Regions from separate parts of the Callithrix jacchus genome. Here region 2 is linked to region 1. The links are chromatin contacts, called in public Hi-C maps. All regions are on one chromosome and are shown on one strand. The core of a region is the stretch at or near the end of the contact, and the rest is flanking DNA. Distances in the headings are between cores, read along the strand shown. Region 1 holds the start of TMEM147 (transmembrane protein 147). Region 2 holds the start of KMT2B (lysine methyltransferase 2B).

Evidence for each region. A called contact is a pair of places that touch in the nucleus more often than the background predicts.
Region 2: a Hi-C map of skeletal muscle shows a contact between it and region 1, with 4 times the contacts expected there. The contact joins the promoter of KMT2B here to the promoter of TMEM147 in region 1. A contact is called at or near these places in 2 of 3 Hi-C or Micro-C datasets (both in skeletal muscle).

Annotation. Positions count from the first base shown.
Region 1 is chr22:31,770,967-31,775,009 of calJac240_pri, forward strand. TMEM147 (transmembrane protein 147) reads left to right here and starts at 1,392. Exons shown (of 6, transcript XM_008987747.5): 1 at 1,392-1,587; 2 at 2,274-2,333; 3 at 2,424-2,560; 4 at 2,683-2,767; 5 at 2,857-2,978; 6 at 3,068-4,043. The coding sequence starts at 2,274. The coding sequence ends at 3,191. It overlaps GAPDHS (glyceraldehyde-3-phosphate dehydrogenase, spermatogenic), which reads left to right. Exons shown (of 11, transcript XM_035283868.3): 10 at 671-768; 11 at 860-1,304. The coding sequence ends at 932. LOC144580727 (a long non-coding RNA gene) reads right to left here and starts at 2,374. Exons shown (of 2, transcript XR_013530744.1): 1 at 2,240-2,374; 2 at 1-1,886.
Region 2 is chr22:31,900,644-31,904,497 of calJac240_pri, forward strand. It overlaps KMT2B (lysine methyltransferase 2B), which reads left to right and starts at 1,387. Exons shown (of 36, transcript XR_013530745.1): 1 at 1,387-1,760; 2 at 2,835-2,907; 3 at 3,150-3,854. ZBTB32 (zinc finger and BTB domain containing 32) reads left to right here. Exons shown (of 6, transcript XM_035286411.3): 6 at 1-439. The coding sequence ends at 159.

The sequences.
Region 1 (4,043 bases), core at 142-2,641:
TGGGATACAGCAGGTGACTAATATATGCTTAGTGAACAGAAGGTAACAGCTGCCATTTTTTTCAATACTCCCATGAAGCCAGGCCATGACCAGGTACCTTCTCTGTGAGAAGTGGATGTCGTGGTCATGGTGGACCCCTACACGTCCACCTTGGTGCTGTCTCCCTGCATTCATTCCTGCAGGTCCACTTTCCCACAGTCACCAGGATGGTTCGTTTTGATGGAATCATATTATAAATGTTTTCAGGAGTGAAAACACTCCTGTGGCCTTTCATGACACTAGGGCTAAAACCCTCAGGTCCTCCGTTCCTGAAGCTCCTTCCACCTGAGACACTTGTGCTGAGGGCCGGAGCCAGCCAGATCATCCTAGTCATCCAGACCCTGCTCAGAGAGCCCCTCCGTGCTGGCCCATTCCAAATGCCTGCATTGTGCCTAGGAAAGGGATGTATGGGTACAGCATGAGGGTGTTTGTGACCTGTGCCCACTGGCCAGACCCCGACAGAGCACCCATCTGCCTTCGTCATACCCTGTCCTAGAGACTGGACACCGTAGGGCTACATCACATATTGTTGATGAATGCATGGATGGACAATGTGCCTAAGAGTCGGGCCTGAGCTCCTGGAGGTCCTTGCTCTGCCGCGCACACTTATCTTTGAAATTCGGACGCTCAGGTCGTCTCTACGGACTTCCTCGGTGATACCCACTCGTCCATCTTCGATGCTAAGGCTGGCATTGCGCTCAATGACAATTTCGTGAAGCTCATTTCGTGGTAAGGGGGAAAGGGCTGGAGACTCAGTAGGAGGGGAACTAAGGGGTGGTCGGAAGGGACCCCCTTGAACCTCCCGACCCCTCCTCCACAGGTACGACAACGAATATGGCTACAGTCACCGGGTGGTCGATCTCCTCCGCCACATGTTTAGCCAAGACAAGTGAAGCGGGAAGGTCCTTTCTTTCCCTCCCAGGGGCCACGGCCGGAACCTGTGCCTCCCGTTTCAGGATCTGGCTCTCTGGCTCTCCGGGGGAGGAAGGGCACCCGGGGTGGGCGCCCCACGCCGCTGAGGCCATGGTGAAATAAAGAACAGTGCTCACAGTTGCGTCCCGCATCTCTGCAGCCGGTTACGGCGGGTTCTGATTCGGGTTTAAGGCCCGCCCCACACTTACTCGATCGCCTGCGCCCACCGGCAAGGGGTCGCGCTCTACTCCAAGCCGGGTTCCACTTCGGGAGACTGGGACGGCAGTGGCAGCCGGGCAAACCCCGCACGGCCGAAAGTCGCTCCCCACAGCGCTGGGCCGGGAGCGCTTTGAACCAGCGTCGCCCAAGAGCGCTCTGACGTCACTGGGCGCGACGCCCCGCGCCGGGACTACGGCTCCCAGAAGGCCGCGCGCGAGCCACGGCTAGTCAGGTAGGCTCCAGGCCCTGGCTGCTGCAGAAGCGCCGGCGGAGCAGGAGACCCGCTCCGGGAGACGCCGCCTCGCTATCCCCGCGCGGGCGGGACAGGGCGGCCGGCGTCATGACCCTGTTTCACTTCGGGAACTGCTTCGCTCTCGCCTACTTCCCTTACTTCATCACCTACAAGTGCAGCGGCCTGTGAGTGCGGGAAGGGCGCGGGGTGGAGAGGGTGCGGGGCCCGGGCCGACCCTCACCGCCCGCTTCTCCAGGTCAGAATATAACGCCTTCTGGAAATGCGTCCAGGCTGGAGTCACCTACCTCTTTGTGCAGCTCTGCAAGGTGAGGGCCGTCGAGACCCCACGTGTCTGGCCCCTAGGCTCTGCAGACCCAGGGACCCGCCCCCGTTGCGTATCCCCGATGGTGGGACCGCCCTCGGGACTCCGCAATGGGATGGTGTCGGGATACCTGGAGATGATGGACTTTAAAGAGAGCACGACCTGAAAAGAGGCGTAGAAACAACTCTCGCGTAGCACTTAGTAAAATTGAGAAAACCTCAGTAGTGTGCTTGGCTAAGAGGGTTTTTTGGTGCAGTTAAGAGTGTTCACTGATTCCCCACGTGCTGCTAACACTGCCGAAGGAGCAGCACTGACTCAGATGCCCTGTGATCACCCAGAACTTAAACTTCCAGCCCCCTCGAGGACCCAGGGACCTATCTTCTATCTCTCCCATGCCTGTAATCTTGCCATCATCTGGTGGTTCCTCTTCCAGATGGGCCCCCGGAACCTGTCCTGCTCTCCTTGTGCAAACGAATTTCCCACAAAACCCACGTGGTTGATCGTGATCCTCTCACCTTGAAGTGACCTCTTTCTGCTTTCTGTTCTCAGATGCTGTTCTTGGCCACCTTCTTTCCCACCTGGGAAGGCGGCATCTATGACTTCATTGGGGTGAGAGGGGCCGGGGAAGGGGAGGGAGTGCAGGAGTGGGGTGGGCCTCCCTGTCTCCTGTGCTTACTTAAGCTTCAACCTGACCCTCAGGAGTTCATGAAGGCCAGCGTGGATGTGGCCGACCTGATAGGCCTAAACCTTGTCATGTCCCGGAATGCCGGCAAGGGGGAGTACAAGATCATGGTTGCTGCCCTAGGCTGGGCCACGGCCGAACTTATTATGTCCCGGTGCGTGCAGCAGCCTGGAGCCCAGACCCCTGAGAAGGGACACCTGGGTTCCATGGGGGTGCTGGAGGGCTGGTGCTGAGGGTGTCTGGGTACTAGAGAATCCCATCCTTTGCCTTCCTCAGCTGCATTCCCTTATGGGTTGGAGCCCGGGGCATTGAGTTTGACTGGAAATACATCCAGATGAGCATAGACTCCAACATCAGTCTGGTACGCAGTCCTGCTCTTGCCTACACACATTTCTGCTGGTGGCCATAGTCCTCCCTGAGGCCTGGCCCCGACTTTCTGCCTCCCTCCAGGTCCATTACATTGTCGCGTCTGCCCAGGTCTGGATGATAACACGCTATGATCTGTACCACACCTTCCGGCCGGCTGTCCTCCTGCTGATGTTCCTTAGTGTCTACAAGACCTTTGTTATGGAGTGAGCTGGGTGGGGTTTGTGGCTGGGTCCAGAGGGGGATGGGTTATCTATTCTATTCTCCCTCCCTCATTGTGACATTTTCCCTGCAGGACCTTTGTCCACCTCTGCTCGCTGGGCAGCTGGACAGCCCTGCTGGCCCGGGCAGTGGTAACGGGGCTGCTGGCCCTCAGCACCTTGGCCCTCTATGTCGCCGTTGTCAACGTGCACTCCTAGGCTTGGTGTCTCAGACACTGGCGTACCTTTTCCCCGCCTGGCTCCAGGTTTTAGTGAAGTAAACAGTATTTGGAAAGCTGCTGCTGCCGCCATTTCTCTCTGTTGGGAACTGTCTTCCAATCCCGTGCCCACCTGGGTCCCAGAGGCCCTGGTTCTGGCTCAGGAGGGGGTAGACAAGCTGGAAGCTAGCCAGTTACTGACTTGCGCCATGTCCTGGAGCAGTTTCACTGGCTCCTTGTTTTCTGGGAGTAGACAGAAGGTTTGGATGATCTCTGAGCGGTGGCAGAGGCCAGGGCCCTCAAGGAACAGGTGATAGCGGGGAGCTAGACTCCAGAGAGGGCCCTTGGGGGGTCTTCCTCTCCTTACAGCCTCAACCTGGGCCTCCCCACATGTGCCCTTCCCAGGCTGGTTACCTCTGAGGCACCTGGCCCCAGTGTCCCCTTCCAATCTGTCCTGTGTATGGCAGCCAGTGGATCTATCTGAAATCTAACCTTGTCATCCTCCCACTTGTGGCCCCTTGTTACACTGTGGACAGTTCAATTGCTTGGCCTGTGGATTTACCCAACCAGCAAAACCAGCTTTTCTGAAACTGCTCCCTGGATTGATTTGCCCAGCCAGATTCTTCACGTCATTCAAGCCATGGGGTCAGCATGGGGCTCGGGGGAGAGTTGTGACTCTGAGCCCCTCAGTTCTATGGCCTGCAGATCAGATCCCGGCCTGAGCCGTCTCAGGGTGGAGTAGAAAGACAGCTGCAGCCAAGGAGCAGAACGGTGGGGCCCCTAGCTTGGACGTTGTCCTGGGTGTCCCCCTCCCTGCCCCCCATACCCTCAGCCTTCCTTGGTCCACTAAAGC
Region 2 (3,854 bases), core at 137-2,636, 130 kb after region 1:
GGCTGTCCCAGCCTGGCCTCCATGCAAGCGCACATGCGCGGCCACTCGCCTAGCCAACTCCCGCCCGGATGGACCATCCGCTCCACCTTCCTCTACTCCTCCTCGAGACCGTCCCGGCCCTCGACCTCTCTCTGTTGTACCCCTTCCTCCACCACCTGACAGGGTATCTGTAGCGTCTTAGCCAAGAGTCCAATTAACGAAAAGCCGGCCGGCTCGGCTTCTGACCTGGCACCGCTGCTACAGCGGCCTAGCAAATTCCGCTCCAGAAAGGGCGCCGAGTGCCCTCTCCCGGACGATCGCGGGTCGCAGAAGCCCAGGCCAGCGAGCCCTACAGGGTGAGGGCACTGAAGTGTGCAGGAGCGAAGGTTAACAGTAGGAGGATTGCCGATCGCATCAGCATAATAAAGAGTTTCCTGTGTTCTCCCTTCAGGACTAGAAAGCCGAGTTTAGTCTGTGCACACCCCCGCCCACGCCCCCTTGTCCTGTAGCGGCCTCTGGTGGTCCAGCGGAGTAGACACTTCCTCCATCCCCAAGGCGCCCCGTCCTGCCCCGGAGGCAGCCGGCCGTGAGGGCTCGGTGTCCGGGTACCCACCTTGCGGCAGGTCCTGGGCTGGTGGGGGTTGTGCGACCGCAAGTCACTCGCCCTTTCCACTGCAATCCACGGCGTGAGGAGTCTGATCTGGGCGCACTCGGCCCAGGGTGGGAGAGGAACGCGTGCTCCGACCTTGCTCTCGGCCACCCGCTTACTCTCCTGGAGCACACTGACCCCGAGACCGCGGCCTCTCCGGCGTCTTCCGTCCACGCCGTGCCGAACCGTCGCCGGGTCGCTCCTGGAACCGAGACTGTGCTTTCCACCGCTCCTTCTCCAGCCCACGCCTCCAGCAGCCGCGAACTGCATTTCCCAGGGCCTCGGGATCTCGGGGCCCGAGACCGCGGCACCCTGGGAGTGGTAGTCCACGCGGGCCGCCAGCCTAGCCAAGAACAATGGGAGGAGCCTGGGGCGAGGACCACACCTCCCGGAGGCAAGCAACCCGCTTTCCGGGTCCTGGCTGGGAACCCCCGCAGTCCCTGCCCTCGCGCCCTGGCTGCTGGAGGAAGCAGCGAGGCGTCCGGACTACATTTCCCGGAGTCCCCTGCGGCTCGCCCCTCTGCGGCCGCGACGCGGGGTCTGTGCTCCCCAGGTGCGGTCCGAGGGCGCCGGCCGGCCGCGGACTCCCGCTCCCGTGGTGCCCCGCGCGTGGCCGTCCCGGCCTCCGGCCCCCGGCGGCCCAGCGGCGGCGCTGGTTGTTGTCGTGCGCCGCGGCCGCCCCGCCCCGCCCCCGCTCTCTCCCCTCCCCCCGCCCCTGCGCACGGGCCGCCCCTCCCCCCGCCTCCCCGGGCCCTCTCACGGTGCCAAGATGGCGGCGGCGGCGGGCGGCGGCAGTTGCCCCGGGCCTGGCTCCGCGCGGGGCCGCTTCCCAGGCCGGCCGCGGGGCGCCGGCGGGGGCGGGGGCCGCGGCGGACGGGGCAACGGAGCCGAAAGAGTGCGGGTAGCTCTGCGGCGCGGCGGTGGCGCGACGGGGCCGGGCGGAGCCGAGCCTGGGGAGGACACGGCCCTGCTCCGTTTGCTGGGGCTCCGCCGGGGCCTGCGCCGGCTCCGCCGCCTGTGGGCCGGCCCGCGGGTCCAGCGGGGCCGGGGCCGGGGTCGGGGCCGGGGCTGGGGCTCGAGCCGGGGCTGCTTGCTGGAAGAGGAGAGCAGTGACGGGGAATCCGACGAGGAGGTGAGGCGGTCGGAGGCGTCCCCCGCGCCGGGTGGGGCGGAGGCCGGGGCTTCCAGGGGTCTGGGTTGCCCCGGGGGCGGTGTGGGCAGGCCGGGTTCTCAGGGTTCCTTCGGAGGGACGAGGCACGGAGGGAGGGAGGCTGCATGCAGCTTCCGGGGGAAAGGGCCTCTGGAAGTGGGTAGAGAAGCCCCGGCTGCAGCCGGGCACTCGCGCCCGATGCCGGTCCTGTTGAAGTGTCTTGGGCCGATGCTTTTCGGCAGCTGGCAAAGCTAGGGCAGTGGGGGTTTGGGCGAGGAGGCAGTGGGTACTGCATCTCCAGCCAGTGGTGGTTGACAGCAGCAGCGTGGCCTTGGCGAACGGACTGGAGCTGTCTGGGCTCTTACCTGTGGGCCGCCCCGCCGGGCCTCGCAACCTCTTGGTTTCTCCAGGGCCCACTTCCTCTTGGCATCTCAGGTGGAGTGGCGGAGGGCATCCTCTTGGGGCTCGGGTTGAACAGGAGTGGGATGAAGGCCAGGACTGGGACTGGGCACTCTGGCAGGTCAGAGCTCAGCTCAGGATTTCTCCCCAGCCTTTCAGAACAGGCAGGAAGGTGGGGGTTTCGTTACCCAAGACGGTTAATAACCACCTGAGGGCTCTCAGTGGAGCCTGTGCGAAAGGCATCTGATGCTCTCCCTGCCCCTCCACTTGCGGACCCCTGTTCCCAATTTAATTCAGAAAGAAGTTGTGCCCCAACAGGCTGTCTGTGGAGGTCCCGCTTTGGCCTGAGTTGGAATATGAGTTAGGGGCCTGCTGCCTTCCCAGAGGAGACCCTGTCTTCTCTCCTGGGCCAGTGAACCATGGCTTTGGCTGTGCTGGTCCGGCATTGGGGAATCGGGGTTGGAAATACCTAGCGCCTGCAGCCCTAGGGAGAGACCCTGTCCTCTACTTCCCTTGACCTTTGAGCCTTTTTCAATCTTTTAAAATAAGAATGGGTATGCTAAGTGGGAACTGGGGATATTCCTTGATACCTGAGGTGGACTGGGGCTTTGGCACTGACTGCTGTTTCTCCCCTCCACCCCTGGTCCCCTAAATCAGGAGTTTCAGGGTTTTCATTCAGATGAAGATGTGGCCCCCAGTTCCCTGCGCTCTGCGCTCCGATCCCAGCGAGGTGAGTGACGGGGGAACTCCACCTCTGTAGCGTCACAGGAATTTATCCTCGCCCTTCATGTCAGCTCTTCCCTGTTCAGCTAGTCTCTGTCAGTTGCCGAGTGTGTTCTGTGTTCAGAGTCCAAGCTAGGCTGGGCAGTGGGGGAAACACACAAGCAAGACTTAGTCCCTGCCCTCTTGGAGCGCCTTCCTTGGTCTGCAGGGCCGGCTTGATCCATCTCCCCACACCTATTCTCCTTTTAGGTCGAGCGCCCCGAGGTCGGGGTCGCAAGCATAAGACGACCCCCCTTCCTCCTCCTCGCCTAGCAGATGTGGCTCCTACCCCCCCAAAGACCCCTGCCCGGAAACGGGGTGAGGAAGGCACAGAACGGATGGTGCAGGCACTGACTGAACTTCTCCGGCGGGCCCAGGCACCCCCAGCACCCCGGAACCGGACGTGTGAGCCCTCCACCCCCCGCCGGTCTCGGGGACGGCCCCCAGGAAGGCCAGCAGGCCCCTGCAGGAGGAAGCAACAAGCAGTAATGTTGGCAGAAGCAGCTGTGACAATCCCCAAACCTGAGCCCCCACCTCCTGTGGTTCCAGTGAAACACCAGACTGGCAGCTGGAAGTGCAAGGAGGGGCCTGGCCCAGGACCTGGTACCCCCAAGCGTGGAGGACAGTCAGGCCGTGGAGGCCGTGGAGGCAGGGGCCGAGGCCGAGGTGGGCTCCCCTTTGTGATCAAGTTTGTTTCAAGGGCCAAAAAAGTGAAGATGGGACAATTGTCCTTGGGACTTGAATCGGGTCAGGGTCAAGGTCAACATGAGGAAAGTTGGCAGGATGCCCCCCAAAGAAGAGTTGGATCTGGACAGGGAGGGAGCCCATGCTGGAAAAAGCAGGAGCAGAAGCTGGATGATGAGAAAGAGGAGAAGAAAGAAGAGGAAAAAGACGAGGAGGGAAAAGAGAAGGAAG